Linked DNA regions of Mus musculus: regions 1, 2, 3, 5 and 6 are each linked to region 4. The links are chromatin contacts, called in public HiCAR-type and promoter capture Hi-C maps. All regions are on one chromosome and are shown on one strand. Each heading gives the region's core, a stretch centred on a gene start, on an enhancer-like site or on the middle of the called end of the contact. The rest is flanking DNA. Distances are from core to core; before and after follow the strand shown. Region 1 holds the start of Ptprm (protein tyrosine phosphatase, receptor type, M). Region 2 holds the start of Mtcl1 (microtubule crosslinking factor 1). Region 3 holds the start of Ndc80 (NDC80 kinetochore complex component). Region 4 holds the start of Zbtb14 (zinc finger and BTB domain containing 14). Region 5 holds the start of Wdr43 (WD repeat domain 43). Region 6 holds the start of Rab12 (RAB12, member RAS oncogene family).

Region 1 (2,700 bases), core at 1-2,500, 2.0 Mb after region 4:
ATAAAGGCTAGTGGCGGCATAGGATAGTGGCAAGTGAATGGTTAACACTGAGATTTATGAATGGAAGGCCTCATGAGGACTCCTGCCTGAAAACAAGCTGGTCTTGTGTTTGGTCTGGAAGACATAAAAGTACTGGGTCACATATGTCCTGGGAGATGATCGCAAACGTCATCTTTGGCCGGTTCTGGGGCCACCAGAGAGCCTTAAACCAGAGGAGTGGGAGAGTCACTTATTTCTTTGGTCTTTAAAGCACCACTAAGCAGCCAAAGACAGTGTAAAGGTCCCCCAGGGAAAGCAATGTAAGAGCTCTTGTTGAGCACTAACCTACTTGCATGTATCACAACACAAATTGGGATCTTAGTTTAACCAGCATGGCCCGCAGTTAGCTTGGTAAATAACCTACAGGTGCCCTAATGGCTGTACTCTGAGCAAGATGAAGAACGGCTTTTAAAAATAAAATAAAATAAAATAAAATAAAATAAAATGAAATAAAATCTTGAATTTGAGTTTTAATTTAATCATTAATAGCGTTTGTGTTCACTTAATAAAATAGTCGTCTCAGACCCCAAACGGCAAATTAAAATGTTTCAAGACACTCTCCATTTGCACCAGCTGCAGAAATCCTCGGTTCTGCCCAATCCATGGTTCCATGCAACTGCTGTCTTCCTAGCTCCGGGCCGCACTGGCGGCGACACCACGCAGTGGAGCGGCAGAAGCGCATCCTGCTTCTCAGGCGCGGGGCTCGGGCACAGAGGCTTGTGTGTCCCTTGAAAGCAGCAGATCAAGCGGCCCTGGGCGCTGGCGGCTCTGGCTTCTTCCTGGTCGGCGCTCGCAAGCCAGCCGCCACCGCCACCGCCCGGGACACTACCGCCCCGTGCCTGGCGCGCTCCAACTACTCGCCGTCCGTGACCCGGGACAAACTTCTGGCTGGGGCGCGGTCCCTGTCCCCGAGGCCAGCGTGGGAAACCCGAGGCGCTGCGGAGGCGAGCTAGGGTCGAGGGTGGCGCCCCGGGAGGTTGCTCCTGCCCGCCGGGTCCCGCCCGCATCTTGCTGGTGGCCGCCCCACAGAGCCCGCAGGCGCCGCGCAGGCCGAGCTGGCCCGGGGCCGGGGACACGGGCGCTCGCGCCCTCTAGCGGGCCGCGGCGGCTCCGGCCCGGCCGTGACGTGGGCTCCTTCCAGCCGGCCTGCGGGGCATCGCCAGTCAGTCGCGGAGCAGGAGCCCCGCGCGCAGCCTGCGCGGGCTCGGCCATCGGCGCGCCACTGCCGGAGGTGGCTGGGGCTGTGGGAGAGGCGGCGGGCTACAAGCGCGCGATCACAGCCACGGCCACGGCCACGGCGCCGCGGGCGGCTCGGTCCCGATTAGGGGTAGCGCTTAGGCGGGCTCATCACCGGATCCCAGCGAGGATTTGGGCTCCGCGGGCGCGCCCTCCGCTCTCTCTCCCCGTGGCGCCAGACTCTAAGCGGGGGCCAGCGGGAGGGCAGGAGGATCCAGGACGCCGTCCCCACGCCCGGGAGCCGCGGGACTTCGGACTTGTGCAACTGTTGTCACTTTGGGGTCTGGTGTTTCGCTGCTGTCGCGTCTACCCTGGCAGCCTGCAGCTTAGGCTCGGGTCTCCCTTGGCTTCCCGAGGCTACCGGCCGCCGCCGCCCCGAGGCGGCCCGGCGCGTACTCAGCACCATGAGGACACTTGGGACTTGCCTGGTGACTTTAGCTGGACTTTTGCTAACTGCGGCCGGAGAAACATTTTCAGGTAAGCGAGACACCACTACCGTTCCCGGGGCGCCTGGGACGTAGGCGACACCCGGGTGGGAGAAGTCCGAGGCGAGCTTCAGGGCCGGGCAGGGGCAGGGAAGACCCGGCATCGCGTAGCGGGTGAGCCGGGCTGGCGGATGGCCGGAGGAAAACAGCTGTGGAGCCACGGAGCCCGTACAGTACACGCAGGAGCCCGCAGGACAAGCACGGGCGCAGAAACAGGGACCTCCATCTCGGCCCCTGTACCCTCAGGGCCTGGACTTGTGCATGGGGGCTCAGTGTTCTTGGGCGGCCTGGGCAGGAAGGGCAGAAAACTTTGCCTAAAGTTCCCAGCTGTAGCCGCCGGGAGTAGGCGCTGAGCGGGCCTCTCGACCCTGGAGGCAGCCGCGGTGGACTGCCAGTGCTCAGCTGAGCTTGCGGCGAGCGTCAAACCTAGAGGTGTAGCTGGCGACCACCCCAAACTTGACATCCCTGCCGCCCCCTGCCCGGCGCGGTGGGCGACCTCAGCGGGTCCCCTCTGTGGCGCGGCTTCGCTGTGCCAGCGTTCCCTTTCTGCACCGCGGGAGGTTTCTGAGATCCTAGAGGAATCTGCTGCTCCCCAAGCCCTCGCCACTGTGGCTGAGCGCCCAGATTCCATCCTCGGCCTCCCTAAAGGTGTGCAGCCCGGGTCCGGACAACTTGCTAACCCAGCTCAGCTGCGCGGGGGTCCTAGCTGAAAGGAGGGGGCACGTACTGGCTGTGTGCATCAAGCCAACCGGAGGCTGTGCTCACCCAGGCTTCGCGAGCCTTGAGGAGCTCTTGGTGTAGACAGAGGGATCTGGACCAGAGTCAGGGGTCAGGAGCAAAACCGAAGGTGGGTGGCACAGAGTAGCAGGGCTTCTGGTATCTTCTGTCCCAGGAGGACGCACGTGGATGCTTGGCAAACGCTGACAACACGCGCACACTG
Region 2 (2,849 bases), core at 321-2,820, 2.9 Mb after region 4:
CAGTTAGTCAAGCGTGCCTGCCGGCCTCCAAGCACTTCAAGGGGCAGGTCTCAAAAGGTACTTATTACGGATTATATAGGGTGTGCCTCACTTTCAGAAGATTTTCACAAAAGTGACTCGCAAAGTCCAGGCCTGTAAGTGCAAATTGTGTCGGAAGGTTTCAATAGGATCTGAGCTCAAGCCCCAACAAGACATTCTATCTTCTGGTTTATAATCAAAAAAAAAAAAAAAAAAAAAAAAGCCATTTCCTGCAGCTTCTGACGGTTCGGGCTACGGAAGGCCATTCTGTCGTTAAGACCACGGACTTTGAGTACAATTTTCCTTTAACATTTCAAGTCTGTACTCTCCTCGTGCTTCGGGATGCAGTCACCCACACCATGCCCTCTGCCCCACCCTGCGGCTCTGGGATCTTTCTCAGCAAATAAGATCAACCAGAATCCTTCACTTTCCACTCCACAGCTTTAGGTCTAAGCCCTGTCCCACTTAACTGTGCTGTGAACTTCAAGACCAGCATCTTTCAGGAAACACACAGGATTTCCCCGCTGGCGTCTTCTTCTTGTTCATCCCTGCTCCCCAAATCCCGAATCTAGATAGAGGACAACTTAGACTTGTCCTCGGGGCGCTTATTGCCCAACATCCAAAGCCTGGGATATAAACCACACGGAACATCTGTCAAAAGCACTTTACAGTGGACGGGTGAGTCCTTCTCTTTGCTCAGTTAATCAGAATACATCTACATTCGGTTTTCTCTGATTCTACAGGTGAGGCGGGAATCGGAGACCCAAAAGGTCAAGTACCTTGCCCACGGAGCGGAACCCTCAGGCTCCTTGGTGCTCTAAGGCAAACGTGTACTGCTGAGACTCCGGTAGACCTAGGTTTGAATCCCCGCTCAGCCCCGGAGTTCAAACAAGCCACTTCACTTCCTCGTGCCCATGTCTCCTTCTGAAAACAGGATTTCGAATTCGGGACTGTCATCATGCGAGTAGAAGCAGTGCCTGGAGCAAGGTCGCCGGAACTATAAATGTGAGCTCCCTTTCAGACCCCGGCTTGACGAGCTGCTTCTCCGATTTCTACAGCGGCTCCTCCCTTTCAGAGCTGCCCAGGCCACTGGGGGTGCCAACTGTGGAGCGCTGTGTCGGTCCTGACGCTGCATCCGGTACCAGGAATCCTTAAAGAAGCTCTGGGGAGAGCGGTGGGCAGCGAAGCGAAGAGGGGAGGCAGGAGTCAGATAGAGGGGGCTGGGTGGAACAGAGAGAAGGCTGGCACCCACCGCAGAGGGGCCCTCTACCCCGCCTGCACCTGAAGTGTCCCCAAGTGGCCGATGCCCGCCCTCTTCCCTCCCTTCACCCCAGCTTCTTCCCTTCCTAGCCGGCTCAGGGTGGTAGCCCCAGTACATCCAAAGGCAAAGAGTGGTCCTCTGCTGCGTGGACGCGTGGGCACTCGGGCTCTGCGTCTCCCGCGTCCCCCGAGCTGCAGCCCCGCCTCCTGCCCGCCCCGCCCCCTCCCCGTCCCGCTAGCAGGAGGCGGGGCGTGCGCGTCGGGCTGGGGACGGAGGGGGACGCGCGTGCAGCAGCTTCTCTCCGCCGGAGCAGCCGAGCAGAAGCCGTGGCTGCCGATCCCCCGCGGACTGGCAGTGGGCGGGGAGCGGAACTCGGGAGCCGGGCGCGCGTCGCCAGACAAGTGTTTTTGTGCGAGGCCGCGGTGGCGGCCACTTCAGCTCTCTGAACGCACGGTGCAGGGGATGCGAGCGGCCGTGGCGGCTGTGCCAGGAGGATCCGAGCGCCGTTGACCTGAGCGAGGGGACACACTCCCCCGGGTCGGCTGAGTGCGGGGGAGGGGACGGCGGGAGCGCAGGGTGCACGCCGGGCGGGGCAGGGGGTCAGTGATGACCGGGCGCGCGGGGAGGCTGCACGCCGCCGCCGCCGCCCGGAGCATCTGCCGCCTGAGCTGCGGATCGCAGCCGCCGCCCGGGCCATGGAGACGCTGAACGGCCCCGCGGGCGGCGGCGCCCCGGACACCAAGCCGCAGCCAGCCGGCCAGCATCACCGCCACCACCACCTGCACCCGCTGGCCGAGAGGAGGCGGCTGCACCGCGCACCCTCGCCCGCCAGACCCTTCCTCAAGGACCTGCACACGCGGCCCGCCACGGCCACCCCCTCTGCGGGCCGTGCCCCGACTCCCGCGGCTCCTCGCTCGCCTAGCCTTGCCGGGAAGGCGCCGCCGTCGCCCGGGCCCCCGGCCGCGCCCGGTCGCCTCTCCCGACGCAGCGGTGTAGTCCCCGGCGCGAAGGACAAGCCGCCGCCGGGCGCCGGAGCCAGGTCGGCGGGCGGCGCTAAGGCCGTCCCGGGGACCAGGAGGGCGGCGCGCGCGGGGCCGGCGGAGCCACTGTCCCGGGTTGGGAGGCCGACTGGGGCCGAGCCACCGCCTGCCGTCGCGAAGGGTCGCAAAACCAAGCGCGGCCCCGGGACGCCTCCAGCTCGCGCCGTCGTGCCCCCGGCTCGCGCCTCCCGGGTCCCCGCCGTGACCCTCTCTGTGACCTCGGTGGCTGGCTGTCGTATCAACCACACGGACAGCAGCTCGGATCTCTCCGACTGCGCCTCCGAACCCTTGTCTGATGAGCAGCGCCTACTCCCCGCCGCCAGCAGCGACGCTGAGTCGGGCACCGGCTCCAGTGACCGGGAACCCATACGCGGAGCACCCACTCCGAGCTCCGGATCCCGCGGGCCGCCGCCGGGCAGCCCCGAGCCCCCTATCCTGCTCGCGGCGCCCCCTGTCGCCAGTGCCTGTCTCGGGGGCCGAAGCAGCCCAGGCGGGGCCTCCACAGGGTCCCCGGGACCCGGTTCTCAGGA
Region 3 (2,700 bases), core at 194-2,693, 2.1 Mb before region 4:
ATCCCTGCCCTACCTAATCCTTATCAGTTGTAGGGCAGTAAGATTAAAAGAGTGCTCTAGCCAAACCAAGTGCAGCATGAATAGTAATCAGAAGTTCACAACTTAACTAGTTTGCTAGGTCAAAACTTCAAGATTTATAATCTGTTTGAGCCACACTCCAGTAACTAGGTTTTACAGAACATTTTTATCTTCACTTAAGATATGTTTTGCATTTCTGGATATAGCTTTATTATAATGTAGTGGAAACCTTAAGAGAAAACCGAATAAAAAATAAATTAAAGGCTCGTCTAATAGCATTTATAGTCAAATTTCTTATGCAACTGACTGCAGAATAGTGTTTGTTTCTTAAAGACAGAGAGTCACTAGGTTGCCCTGGTGTATGCCAGGTCCATCAAACTGGCCTCAAATTCAAGACTCTCTCGGGTGTGGACCCTGCCCCACATACAAACTAAAGTCATTGAATTCACTGAGCCTCAAAATTATCTCTTTAGTTTTTGGAGTTGTTTGTACGTGTGGGTTTTGTTTGGGGTGGTTTTGCTTGGGTTTGTTGGTTGTTTTGTTTTGATATAGTGTCTATGTTGCTCTAGCTGTCCCGGATCTCACTAGGTAAACCAGGATGGTCAGAGATTCCCCCACAACCTACCCCCACCCCACCCCCGCTTCCAGAGCGTGGAAATTAAAGGTGTGTACCACAACGCCCGACTAAAACGATCATTTTTATGTTCTAATGCCATTAGTTTCAAGAAGTAAATGAACTGCCGCTTACAGAGTCTGAAATATAATGCCTGCTAATATATCTGCTGACTACTATTTGGTGATGGAGATCTTCGTGATACCTGAGATTTTGGTTTCCCAGTAGAGACGTAAAGTGAGGAGTCACTGTGACCGCTAGGGAACCTCAAACTCAAAAAAGGACTGCTTAGCTCAAAACTAGCTAACGGCACAATAATGCCGAGAGCCAGGAATCTACACTTTAGCCCAGGGACAGGCCACCACCATCCGGGAACTAGTAACGCCTGCTTGTTGTTCCGAGGCTGGGCGGCGGGAATCCAGAGCACTTGAGGAAGCCTGATGTTAAATATCCCTCAGGCTCGTCCACCGCCACACTCGACAGCCTCTCCTAACGTCAGGAACCTCACGCCGCCTCATAGGCTTGGGTCCTGGCCTCCATCCTATCGGAGACAAACCCGCGCTTTCTACTTCCAGGACGCAGCCATATTGCTGTACGGAACTTGATTCCAGGAGGGCTCGGGCCGCTCCGCCCGGACAGCCCTACTCGTCCTAGATGCCAGCTTCCCGGACAGGGCGGGACTCCCTTCGGGTCACCGACGCTAACGACGACCTGGGAAGAGCCCAGAGCTCGCTTGGCCCCCGATGCGGACACTTCCGGCGACGAGGGCGGGCGCTGAGCGAGCGCGCATGCGTACTCGCCGTCGCAGTCCTGACGTCAGCGCGGGCGGAAACTTTAAAATTCAAACCGCCTTGGGTTGACGGAAGCGGACGCTCTGGTTTGGGCGGCTGTTTTCGTGTGCAGTCGTGCGGTTTACGGAAAGCTGGGCGCCGGGTCTCGTTGAGAAGCTGAGCGAAAGGTAACTGCTGAGATGGGATCAGCTCTGTGTTAAAATGGTCCGCGGCGCTGGAGCTGACTGTTGCGAGGGAGCTGGGGTGGGATCTGCCCGGCTCTGCAACGTTTGTAGCGGGAGAAGGCGATGCTAACAGGTGGGGACTGACAGGGGGAAAGCTGATTGGTGTGTTGTGTACCCGTGCTGATGCTGCAACTTAAAAGCCTGGTATGGACATGACTGGAAACCAGTGAAATCATGAGAGTAAAACTAGGTTGAACGCAAGCCACCAAAACAAGGAGGGGTGTGGCTCAGTGCTCAGCGCTCAGCCCAGCTTGCTAAAGGGTCTGACTCTCCACCCCTAGCTCAAGACAAAACAACAACAATAAAAATGCGATCTGTCTAACCCTCTGTGGAAGCTAGGGCCGAGTGCATAGTGTCTGATGCTGCAGAGATGAAGACAGACTCCAACGTAGACATTATTTTGATACTTGTTTTAAAAGCGGGAGCAGCCTGTGTTGTAAACCGGATTGTTTATCTTTGTTGAAAGGTGTTGCAGTAAATCTCCAACCCAAATAAGCCCAGGCAATGAAAACACAACTTAATTAATATGAATACATGCTGTGCGCCTACATTGGGCAGATCTATCACTACACTACCATCTTCCCCATATAAGAGACCCCTTAGAACTTCTCCAGGCCAGGTGCTTCTGCTCTACTTTCCTTCTCCTCAGTCGTCCCCTCTCCTTTTCTCCCAAAACTTTCAGCTCCATCTTCCCCTCTTTTTTCTGCCTCGTTTTTTTCTACTTGAAGTTGCGTAGGTGTTCTTTGTAAGAACTTCGGTTTACATGGACAAATAAATATAGCATACAAGGAAACGATTGTTGTACAGAAACAAACTTAGTTGCTTTCCTACTAGAGGATAAAGATAATAATTGTTGCTCGTTGAATTGCTTGAGTCTGGAACATTTTCCTAACGCTGAAATCCTGAATTAGGTTTCGAGAATGAAGCGCAGTTCAGTTTCCACCTGTGGTGCTGGCCGCCTCTCTATGCAGGAGTTAAGGACCCTGGACCTCAATAAGCCAGGCCTTTATACCCCTCAAACGTAAGTGCCTCCCCTGTGCTTCTCAGCTGCTTA
Region 4 (2,770 bases), core at 81-2,580:
GCATGTTTGAATATCGGACGGCTGCAGGAACACACATACCCAACAGCTAAAGAGTGGAGAAATAAGCATGCCACTTTGTCTACTACACAATTACAAACTTGTCTCCAAGACTGCCATGGAGAAATCTTACATTTTTCTCCCTCCATCCCCGGATGCAGGTTCAAAGAATTTTCTTTCGTTCTTAACTCTCACCCAAAGAACTCCACATCCTGCAGCCCAACAGGCTTTGAAGAACAAAAATTTCCTCTACTGACCACCAATCCCACAAGTGCAGTAGAAGCAGGTGGCCGTGTTACAATACAGTCCTACACAATGACTTTGTCCGAGATTCCACCAAAGGGTCGACATCCTGAGAACCCATAACAAGTTCATACTATAGGAATCACAGGGCTCTGAGTTAGCAGGCTTTCCCATGTGCACGGAGTGAGGGCTGGTAAGATAGTTTCTAAGGATGCTCCCTCCAGTCTTCACCTCAGCCTTCCTGGGTTCTAGATGCACCCTGGGCCGGCAGTCAGCCTAAGGGAAGGCATTCCCTGCAGAAATTCCCTCCGTGGCACTTCTGAGGTCATGGACTTGGGAGAAGAGTGGCCCTATGGTAGCTATGGCAACATATCAGCGTGCGTACGCCTTCTCGATTCTGGTGAGTGTGTAATTCTTTTTCAAAGGAGGTCACAGGGCAATCGGCTCGGTTTTTTTTTCCCCCTATAGAGATGTTCCCATTGCTAAGTTCAAATGAGTCAAACCTGAAGATAACCATTGCCAGTATGTGTGTAAGTAGGTGTAGGACAAGACATAGCCCAACACCTATAATACTATAAAGCAGCTCCTTGCTAGCAGCTCCCCAAATCGCGGGAGCGTTAAGGCGTCCTCACCGAGCACAGAGCCAGGCTTTCCCAAAGCAAACTTACATAAGCAGCCGCAGCCGCCTCCTTATTCCGGAGCAGCTGCGACAATGGCGGCCACACCACTTCCCTGTTGCGACCGCACAACTTGGGAGTGGGGAATCCGGGGCCCCGCGAAAGACATGGGGCGCAGTCCGCGCGTGGGGAGCCCACATTCGCATTTCGCAGCCAATGAGCCGCCGGATGCAGCGAGCCCTCAGCATTCTCTCCTAAACAAAAGCTCCCCTGAGCTGTGCCCGCCAGCGACGGGCCACCTTCCCTTCCACCATCCTCCACTTCTCCAGGTCGCGGCGCGGGCGCGAGGCTCTCTTCCTTGGCCCGCAGCAGCCCCGGCGGCGCGACGAGCTCGGGAGCGGGCATGCGGCCGGTTCCGCAGCCCCGCGCCGCGCCGCGCCCTGCTCCGCCCGCGAGCCCCGAGCTCGCGCCCCGCGCACTCCGCGGCCTGCGCGTCTGGTCCTCCCGCGCCCTCCCGCGGCCAAGGGCGGGGGCGGCGCGCGGCCGGCTCCCCGGAGCTCGGCGGACGCAGGCGGGGGAGCGTGCGCGGGGGGTCCCGTCGGCTCCGGGGGAAACCACAGCTGCGAGGGGCGGCGCCCCGCGGGCCGCGCTCGGGCCCGGCTCGGCCGTCCCCACCCCCACCGCGGTGCACTGCGGCGCGGAGAGCCAGGCGGCCATGAACTCGGCCGCGGAGAGAGAGCGCGCGCGCGGGGCCGCCGCCTGGCCTCTTCCCCACCCGCTCGCTGGCCTGCGCAGCCACCGGGGACGCCCGGCCCCCCACGCCCAACCGCGGCCCACGCCCCGATCCCGCTCGCACCGCGCTGCGCCGCCACATCCTGCAGCTGGCTGCTGCCCCGGAGCTCGGCGGGAACGCGCCTCCTCGCAGCCGCCCCGGCCGCGCCCGCCGCCGGCTGCCCCCGCGTCCCCGCGCCCGTCCCCGGCCCTTCCAGCACCCGGCCCGCGCTTACCTGCAGCTTGGCACCGCTACAGACGCTCGCTGTCGCTGTGGGCTCCCTCGCTCGGCAGCGCGCAAGCCAGGGACGGGATGGACGCGGGGGCACGGTGGGTGGCAGTGTTTTGGATTTTTTTTTAATTTTTTTTTTTCTGAGTTTGGGGAGGGGGTGGGGTAGGGGGGGAATCGTGCACGTCCCTGGTGGTGGCAGCCCTCCTCCTGCACGAGCACACACTAGCCAACCCGCCGCGAACACCCCCACCACCCCCCTCCCCGTGCATGCGCGGTGCGGGCTCCGGGGTAGTGGGGGGGAGAGAAGGCGCGCCGCCGCTTGCGCAGGCACGGAACTGGCTGGGGCCTCCCTCGTGAGCGAGCGAGGAAAGGGTTAATCTGGGACCTGACGGGTGGTTGCTTTCCCTGGGTCTACGGGGCCGCCCGCGGAGAGCCCTGGCCTGCGCACGCGCGCGCACGCGCGCGGCAAGGGGCGCGCGGAGCCCGCGCGCGGGAGAAGGGGGTGGGCGGGGTCGGGGCGGGGCTTCTGCCGGCCAGGGGAGCGAATGCACGAGCTCCTTTCTCGAGCACCCGCCCCCTCCTGGAGCTCCCGACTCCAGGGCTCCCGCCGGCGCCCGGCCTCGGCACTGCGTCGGGAACGCGGGGAGCCTGCGCTCCCGTGCGTGTGCGTGTGCATGTGCGTGGGCCATGTCTGCCCCTGGGCGCGCACGGTTCGGGCGCTGAGCTCGGCCTGGCTTTTGGGCAGGTGTCCCGGTGCACCGTCTGTCTCCCCTGTACCGTCTCGACCGAATATCCAGGCTCATGGCTTGGTTCGTGCCACTGAGGCATTGTTTATGGGGAGCAGGCATTTGCAGAGCAAATGAAGTGCCATTTTTGATTTGGAGTATAAGGGGAAATTCCGGTCACCCTG
Region 5 (2,966 bases), core at 274-2,773, 2.2 Mb before region 4:
TAATACCACTAGTAATTAGCACTTCACTTAAGGCGCTATACACTATTCTAAGTGATTATCCTCATGTTATAAGTAGGGAACAAAAAACACAATTATTACAGAGGCTGGACTCCTACTTTTACAGCCTGGCTACAAGCACTTAGCTAACTGCTCTCTCTGTATTTCTGAGTGTTAGTAAGTACTCTCACCACTTTACAGGACTGTTAAGTTAAAAAGAAAACTGTATAAAGTTAAAAAAAAAAGTGCAGCAGCTCTAATGCTGACAATTACATAACTTTCACAAATCTGATTATGTTTGACTTATAGGGCCTCATATCTGCTCTTTGTCACCAAGAAAAGCTGGAATCCGGTAAGTAGCTAACCACTGTCACACAGAGTATAGCAACTTAGATAAAATAAATTTATGTGAAAGTTTACTCTTGGGATGGGAAGGAGTAAGCTATCCCAACAACTTTAACATCAGTGACAGCAAAACGTCACATATTTTAGGATACCTTTTACACCGGTTCCAGATTTTTGCCTGCCGACTGCCTAACCACGTGCGTGCCGAGATCTAACCGGGTGAGTCAACAGTGAGCAGCATTTACCTGACAGCGAAAAGGATTCCCTAACTAAGCAGTTTCCCAACTACGAGAGAAAAAAAAAAAATCACCAGGACCTACATCATATGCCCTACTCTATTTCACTGTACCTCCGCTGAGAAAGAAGGGAACTTAGAAATGGAAAAGAGTTTGTGGGACGACGAATCCCACAACCTAGAGGCAGAAGGGAACACGTGTTGAACACGCATCCGAGCCGAGGGAAGGGGCTCCCGGAAGGAACTTAACCTAGACGTGCGCATTCCAAGTGCCCAAAGCAAAACCAATACCGGGGTCCGGGATGCGGAAGCGCGAGACGGTCCTAAAGTGCGCACCGGGTAGCTCTGATGGGGACCCAGGCCTGGGAAGTCTGAGGCCGCCCCCCGGGGGAGCAGAGGCTTCGATGAACATGGCGGCCCAGAAGCAGCCGGGGTGCAGACCTCGTGGAGACCGCGGGATCGGGCCGCACCCTCCCGCAGCCCCCCTCGGGCCAGGCCGCACTTTGCAGCCGCGGCGCCGGCCCAAGCGCGCCGCCGGCCCGGCTCCGCGCCTCCTCTCTCCCGGGACGCCCCGGGCCACGCGCGCCAGGGGTGCCACGCGCCTCGCCGCCCGGCCCGGGATGCCGCAGCCCGGCAGGAGGTCCCCGTCCCCGTCGCCGTCCCCGCTCATCCTACCTTGGCCTGCAGCCGTGCTGGCGCCCAGGCCAGGCAGGTGCAGGTACCGCTGAGGTGCGCGGAAGGCACGTACTCCTGGTGCAGCCGGTTGTTGGCGGTCTCCCATACTCGCAGCTGACCGTCACTAGAGGCTAAAGCGAAGTAGGCTTGACTGTCCGGCGAGAAGGCGCAGGGGACCCCCGCCGGGGCCAAGGGGTCGTAGCTACCGCCGCCTCCGGCCGCCATTGCTGCTCTGGCTCCGCGGCAGCCACGTGTTCGCCCGGGCGCAGGCGCACCGGCGCGGGGTGGGGCCTGCAGGGAGGAAGTGGGGCGGAGGGAACGCTGAGAGCCCAAGAAGTGGCTGGTCGTGACGCAGGCCAGCGTTTAGCCGGGCCCACCCTGTGGACGGTGGCTCAGTGGGGTCCTTCTTAACTTGTCCTGCGAAGGAAGCGCGAGGGGAAGTGATTTGCATACTACCGAGCCAGATCCTTCTTTTAAAACTACGTCCTATGAAACAACTAGACGAAATGTTTAAAAGAAATATTTACTTACATCTCCGAGATTGTAACAGCTGTTTCCATGTTTCTTTAGTCTCTTCGAGGACGTGGCCATGTACGTACAATAATTATCCAATCATAGTTCTATCAAAGTTAGAGTTGGGGCTTGAAGAAACAAGATGCCTCTTTTATCTGTGTTAACACACAGAGATACTATTGGACAAGAGAGGAGGTCAAGTTGGGTGTAAATAAAGAATCCGGGCGGTGGTGCCTCACGCCTTTAATCCCAGCACTTGGGAGGCAGAGGCAGGCGGATTTTTGAGTTCGAGGCCAGCCTGGTCTACAGAGTGAGTTCCAGGACAGCCAGGGCTATACAGAGAAACCCTGTCTCAAAAAACAAAAAACAACACACACACACACACACACACACACACAAAAGAAAAAAAAAAAAAAAGAAAAGAGAAACCAAACATATATTCCCATCTGGATGTGTGCCTTTTAATCCCAGCACTCTATCTGAGGCAGACGCAGGCACGGTCTAGAAACTGAATTCTATAACATCGAGGACTATAGGGAAACTGTCTCCAAAAGATAAATGATAGATAGATAGAAGAAATTTTTTCCTTATTTTATTGGTTCTTTTTTTTTAATTATTGGTTATTTTGTTTATTTAAATTTCAAATGTTACCCCCCCCCCGGGTTTCCTCTCCTAGAACCCCCATCCTACCCACCTCCCCCAGGCTGCTTCCTCACCCACATGCACACTCCCGCCCCACCACTCTAGCATTCCCCTACGCCGGGGCATCATGTCTTCACAGGACCAAGGGCCTCCACTCCCTTTGACGACAAACAAGGCCATCCTCTGCTACATATGCAGCTGGAGCCATGGGTCCCTCCTGTGTACTCTTTGGTTGATGGTTTAGTCTCTGGGAGCTCTGATGGTACTGGTTGGTTGATGTTGTTCTTCCAATGGGGCTGCAAGAGCCTCTCAGGAGACATCCATATCAGGCTCCTATCAGCAAGCACTTCCTGGCATCAGCAATAGTATTTAGGTTTGGTGGCTGTATATGGGATGGATCTCCAGGTGGGGCAGTCTCTGGAAGGCCTTTCCTTTAGTCTCTGCTCCACTCTTTGTCCATGTATTTCCTTTAAACAGGAGCAATTCTGGGTTAAAATTTTGAGAAGGGTTAATGGCCCCATCTCTCAACCAGGGACCGTGCCTAACCTCTGGATACAGG
Region 6 (2,947 bases), core at 42-2,541, 2.9 Mb after region 4:
GTAACCTTGATAATTGGCTTAAAGACGCAAACAAGCATGGAACCCGAGTCCTGTGGATTTCTTTCCAAACTCCCCCATTTAAGACATCCACTATTCTGGTACATTATAGACCTGCCTATGGGGGAAGAGATACTATTTTGGATGCCAGGGTCTTTAACCTTACAAGTTATGCAGAGTCACCTGCCTACTAGGAACAGTTGAATACCTTGCATTTATATCATCCTTTGGAGTCTGCAACAGGGTGTATGGCTTATTGTTTTGTTGTTCTTTTGTATTGACGTTTTTGCAACAGTGATAGATGAAAAGAGTCTTTTCATTCATTCCCATGTGAGCCTCTAGGTTCCATCCCCAGTACCGCCAAGAAAAAAAGAACGATAATTTAGAATAGGCTATAACATTTTTAAAAATCCAATTGGGATTACTTTTGCAAAATAATGTGATTTCTTCAACTGTGCATCCATGGCAAAACAAACGCATGCGCTATGTATTAGTAAACTTAGCTCTAAATACGGCTGAAATTTGGTGAGTAATGTGATCATTCTTCGCAAGCATGCCAGCTCCTATCATGTTTAGAACCCTGTGTTCCGAGGTGCTCAAGTTCACGCAAAGGAATTTGCTAAATAAATCCCTGGCAAGCTTCTGTAGCCGTAAATACTTTCAAGTAGAAATGGCAAAATAACACACCCAAGTCAGTACCTAAACCTTCGGAGTTTAGGTCGCTTGTCATCTGAGTTTTTACCTGCTGGCTTCCCCTAAGGTGCATGTCACTCACTGAATTTTACGAACTGTAAGTCTGAGGAAGACTTTTAAGATCCATTTAAGATAGCTGATTCCTCGGGGCCCCACAGGAAAAGTGCACGCAGAGGTGCGGCCCTGCCAGGGTACGTGGGCTTCCTCCAAAGTGGCGTTCACACCCTAACCCCGCGTGGGCCAGACCGAGACCCCCAGCACCCAAACACCCTAAATTCTGGAAGATGATCACAGGCTATATGCACTTTGAGACACGTTTGGGACGGGCTGCTAAAAAGAAGTGTGTGGTTCTTGGGAACGGTGCACGATGAGGATAAACCACGAGTGAAAGTGCGCCGAGTGGGGAGGGCCGAGGGAACAGGGGTGACGGAGAGCGACCCACACATAACATACACCCCACGGAGCGGAGCGCACGGCTCGGTCCTCCGACCGACAGGGGGCGGGCTCCAGTCCCGCGTGGCGCCGCGCCTGCGCTTCCTGCCCCTCCCGGTCCGGGATGCTGCTACCGCTGCTGCGGAGAAGCTGCTTCCCTTCCTCTACTCCCGGCGGCGGCGGCGGCGGCGGTAGCGCGGAGCGGGTGGAGGGTGCGCGGGGGCCCGGGGCGCGCGGACGGCGGCCCGAGCGCGAGCCGTATGCGTGCATGGATCCCAGCGCCGCGCTGCACCGGCGGCCCGCGGGCGGCAGCCTGGGCGCGGTCTCCCCGGCGCTGTCGGGCGGCCAGGCCCGCCGGAGGAAGCAGCCCCCCAGGCCGGCCGACTTCAAGCTGCAGGTCATCATCATCGGCTCCCGCGGCGTGGGCAAGACCAGCCTGATGGAGCGCTTCACCGACGACACGTTCTGCGAGGCCTGCAAGTCCACCGTGGGTACGCCGGGCCTGTGGCGGGTGGGCCTGGGGGAGGTCGGGGCCCGGTCCCTGTCCCCATGGAAGCTCTGACCCTCTCCCAGGGCCTCAACGAATCATCCTACGGATGCCCGGGCATACCCGCCGTGGGCACATCTGGCATCCGAGCCGCGCACAGCCCAGGTCTCCGTGGAAGCCCGACCCTCTCTTGTGGCCAGACCGAGCTTTTCCGTGGCCTTTCCGCGGGTGTCGGACCCCCGAAGCCCAAACATTCCCTCCCGGAGCCTTCACCAGTCATGAGGTCCGGGTGATGCATCCGCGGAAACTCCCGGTCCGTTACTCCTGCTCACCCAGGAAAACGGCTTTGTGAACCGAAAGTAGAGCTGAAGGCCACCCACCAGTGCAGTGCCCCGGGGTTACTCACCATCTTAAATGGGTCCGGACCTCGCAGCTTTGCAGGCTGGAGGGATGGACCAAGGTTTGCTTTCTCATTTTCTGTCTATTTTCGTGGTTTACAGAAAAGAAGTTTGTTGCAGAGACAGTTCGCGCTAAAGCTACACTCGGGTTTCTTTCTTGTTCTGTGCACAAATGTAGGGCAAAGGGATTTCAGCTGTGTTTATCCTTGACCTCAAATAACCGGGTGGATAGGCGGGCAAAGTAAGGGCGATTTCCCGGCACCCACCCGAGGTCGGTGAATTACCGGGAAATCCATAGGTAACGCTCCTGTTACCTTCCTCGGGATCTGGGTTTGAAACTGCAAGGGAATGTTTTTAGTGACACTGGATTGACAGGGCTTGACATAGAGGTTTGTTGGGGTTATGGGAAACAGTTGTGACCATGGAAAAGCTACCTGGAAAACTCTCATTTGGGGTGGCTTATAGAAAAAGGGGGTGAGCAGGAGGGACTGGACAGAGTGACAAAAAATCTAGCGTTCTCCCTGAATCCTAGCCCCAAGGAGAGGAAGGTGGATCTCTGATTTCGAGGCCAGCCTGGTCTGTCTACACAGTGAGTTCCAGGACAGCCAGGGCTATGCAGAGAGACCCTGTCTCAAAACAAACAAAATCTCAGCTTGGAGGTTTGAAAAGCTAAACACTGGTGCACATATTTTCCGTTGTAACCATTGATGGTTCCCGTTTTGAGATGAGAATTCTGTAGAGAATTTCAGGGACTCTCTTTAGGTCGTAATTGGTAAGTTGCCGGGTAACAAAACTACCACGGTTCTAAGTACTTAGACCGGAAAATTAAACCTCCAGTTTTCACACTGACTTAAATTTCCTTTTTGATTATGCCCCTTCATGCCTTTTTTTTTTTTTTTTTAACAGACCATTTTGGAAATATTTATGCTCCTTCTACCCT

The links. Promoter capture Hi-C pulls out the DNA fragments that hold promoters and counts their contacts. HiCAR-type assays count read pairs that join an accessible place to other places. Capture Hi-C pulls out chosen DNA fragments and counts their contacts.
Region 1: a HiCAR-type map of astrocytes shows a contact between it and region 4, with 2.4 times the contacts expected there. The contact joins the promoter of Ptprm here to the promoter of Zbtb14 in region 4. A contact is called at or near these places in 2 of 39 promoter capture datasets (the 3T3-L1 cell line and hippocampal neurons) and 1 of 115 datasets of contacts at active chromatin or transcription factors (astrocytes).
Region 2: a contact with region 4 is called in a promoter capture Hi-C map of pre-B cells. The contact joins the promoter of Mtcl1 here to the promoter of Zbtb14 in region 4. A contact is called at or near these places in 2 of 39 promoter capture datasets (liver and pre-B cells) and 3 of 115 datasets of contacts at active chromatin or transcription factors (astrocytes, large pre-B cells and pro-B cells).
Region 3: a contact with region 4 is called in a HiCAR-type map of astrocytes, with 4 times the contacts expected there. The contact joins the promoter of Ndc80 here to the promoter of Zbtb14 in region 4. A contact is called at or near these places in 5 of 39 promoter capture datasets (embryonic stem cells, hippocampal neurons, liver and 1 more) and 1 of 115 datasets of contacts at active chromatin or transcription factors (astrocytes).
Region 5: a HiCAR-type map of astrocytes shows a contact between it and region 4, with 2.7 times the contacts expected there. The contact joins the promoter of Wdr43 here to the promoter of Zbtb14 in region 4. A contact is called at or near these places in 4 of 39 promoter capture datasets (the 3T3-L1 cell line, liver and pre-B cells), 1 of 484 Hi-C or Micro-C datasets (the G1E-ER4 cell line) and 1 of 115 datasets of contacts at active chromatin or transcription factors (astrocytes).
Region 6: a promoter capture Hi-C map of adipose tissue shows a contact between it and region 4, with 5 times the contacts expected there. The contact joins the promoter of Rab12 here to the promoter of Zbtb14 in region 4. A contact is called at or near these places in 3 of 39 promoter capture datasets (the C10 cell line, hippocampal neurons and pre-B cells), 1 of 484 Hi-C or Micro-C datasets (the G1E-ER4 cell line), 1 of 115 datasets of contacts at active chromatin or transcription factors (astrocytes) and 2 of 9 other capture datasets (adipose tissue and liver).

Annotation. Positions count from the first base shown.
Region 1 is chr17:67,353,009-67,355,708 of GRCm38.p6, reverse strand. It overlaps Ptprm (protein tyrosine phosphatase, receptor type, M), which reads left to right and starts at 1,250. Exons shown (of 31, transcript NM_008984.2): 1 at 1,250-1,752. The coding sequence starts at 1,680.
Region 2 is chr17:66,448,471-66,451,319 of GRCm38.p6, reverse strand. Mtcl1 (microtubule crosslinking factor 1) reads left to right here and starts at 1,570. Exons shown (of 14, transcript NM_172963.4): 1 at 1,570-2,849. The coding sequence starts at 1,975.
Region 3 is chr17:71,525,600-71,528,299 of GRCm38.p6, reverse strand. It overlaps Ndc80 (NDC80 kinetochore complex component), which reads left to right and starts at 1,443. Exons shown (of 17, transcript NM_023294.2): 1 at 1,443-1,589; 2 at 2,558-2,667. The coding sequence starts at 2,567. It also overlaps a transcript of Spdya not described here.
Region 4 is chr17:69,382,364-69,385,133 of GRCm38.p6, reverse strand. Zbtb14 (zinc finger and BTB domain containing 14) reads right to left here and starts at 1,330. Exons shown (of 3, transcript NM_009547.3): 1 at 909-1,330. Gm49894 (transcription initiation factor TFIID subunit 4-like) reads left to right here and starts at 953. Exons shown (of 3, transcript XM_030250167.1): 1 at 953-1,034; 2 at 1,123-1,958. The coding sequence starts at 953.
Region 5 is chr17:71,614,772-71,617,737 of GRCm38.p6, reverse strand. Wdr43 (WD repeat domain 43) reads right to left here and starts at 1,523. Exons shown (of 18, transcript NM_175639.1): 1 at 1,253-1,523. The coding sequence starts at 1,477.
Region 6 is chr17:66,518,014-66,520,960 of GRCm38.p6, reverse strand. It overlaps Rab12 (RAB12, member RAS oncogene family), which reads left to right and starts at 1,291. Exons shown (of 6, transcript NM_024448.2): 1 at 1,291-1,613. The coding sequence starts at 1,391. It overlaps Gm41608 (a long non-coding RNA gene), which reads right to left. Exons shown (of 3, transcript XR_876914.3): 1 at 2,016-2,947.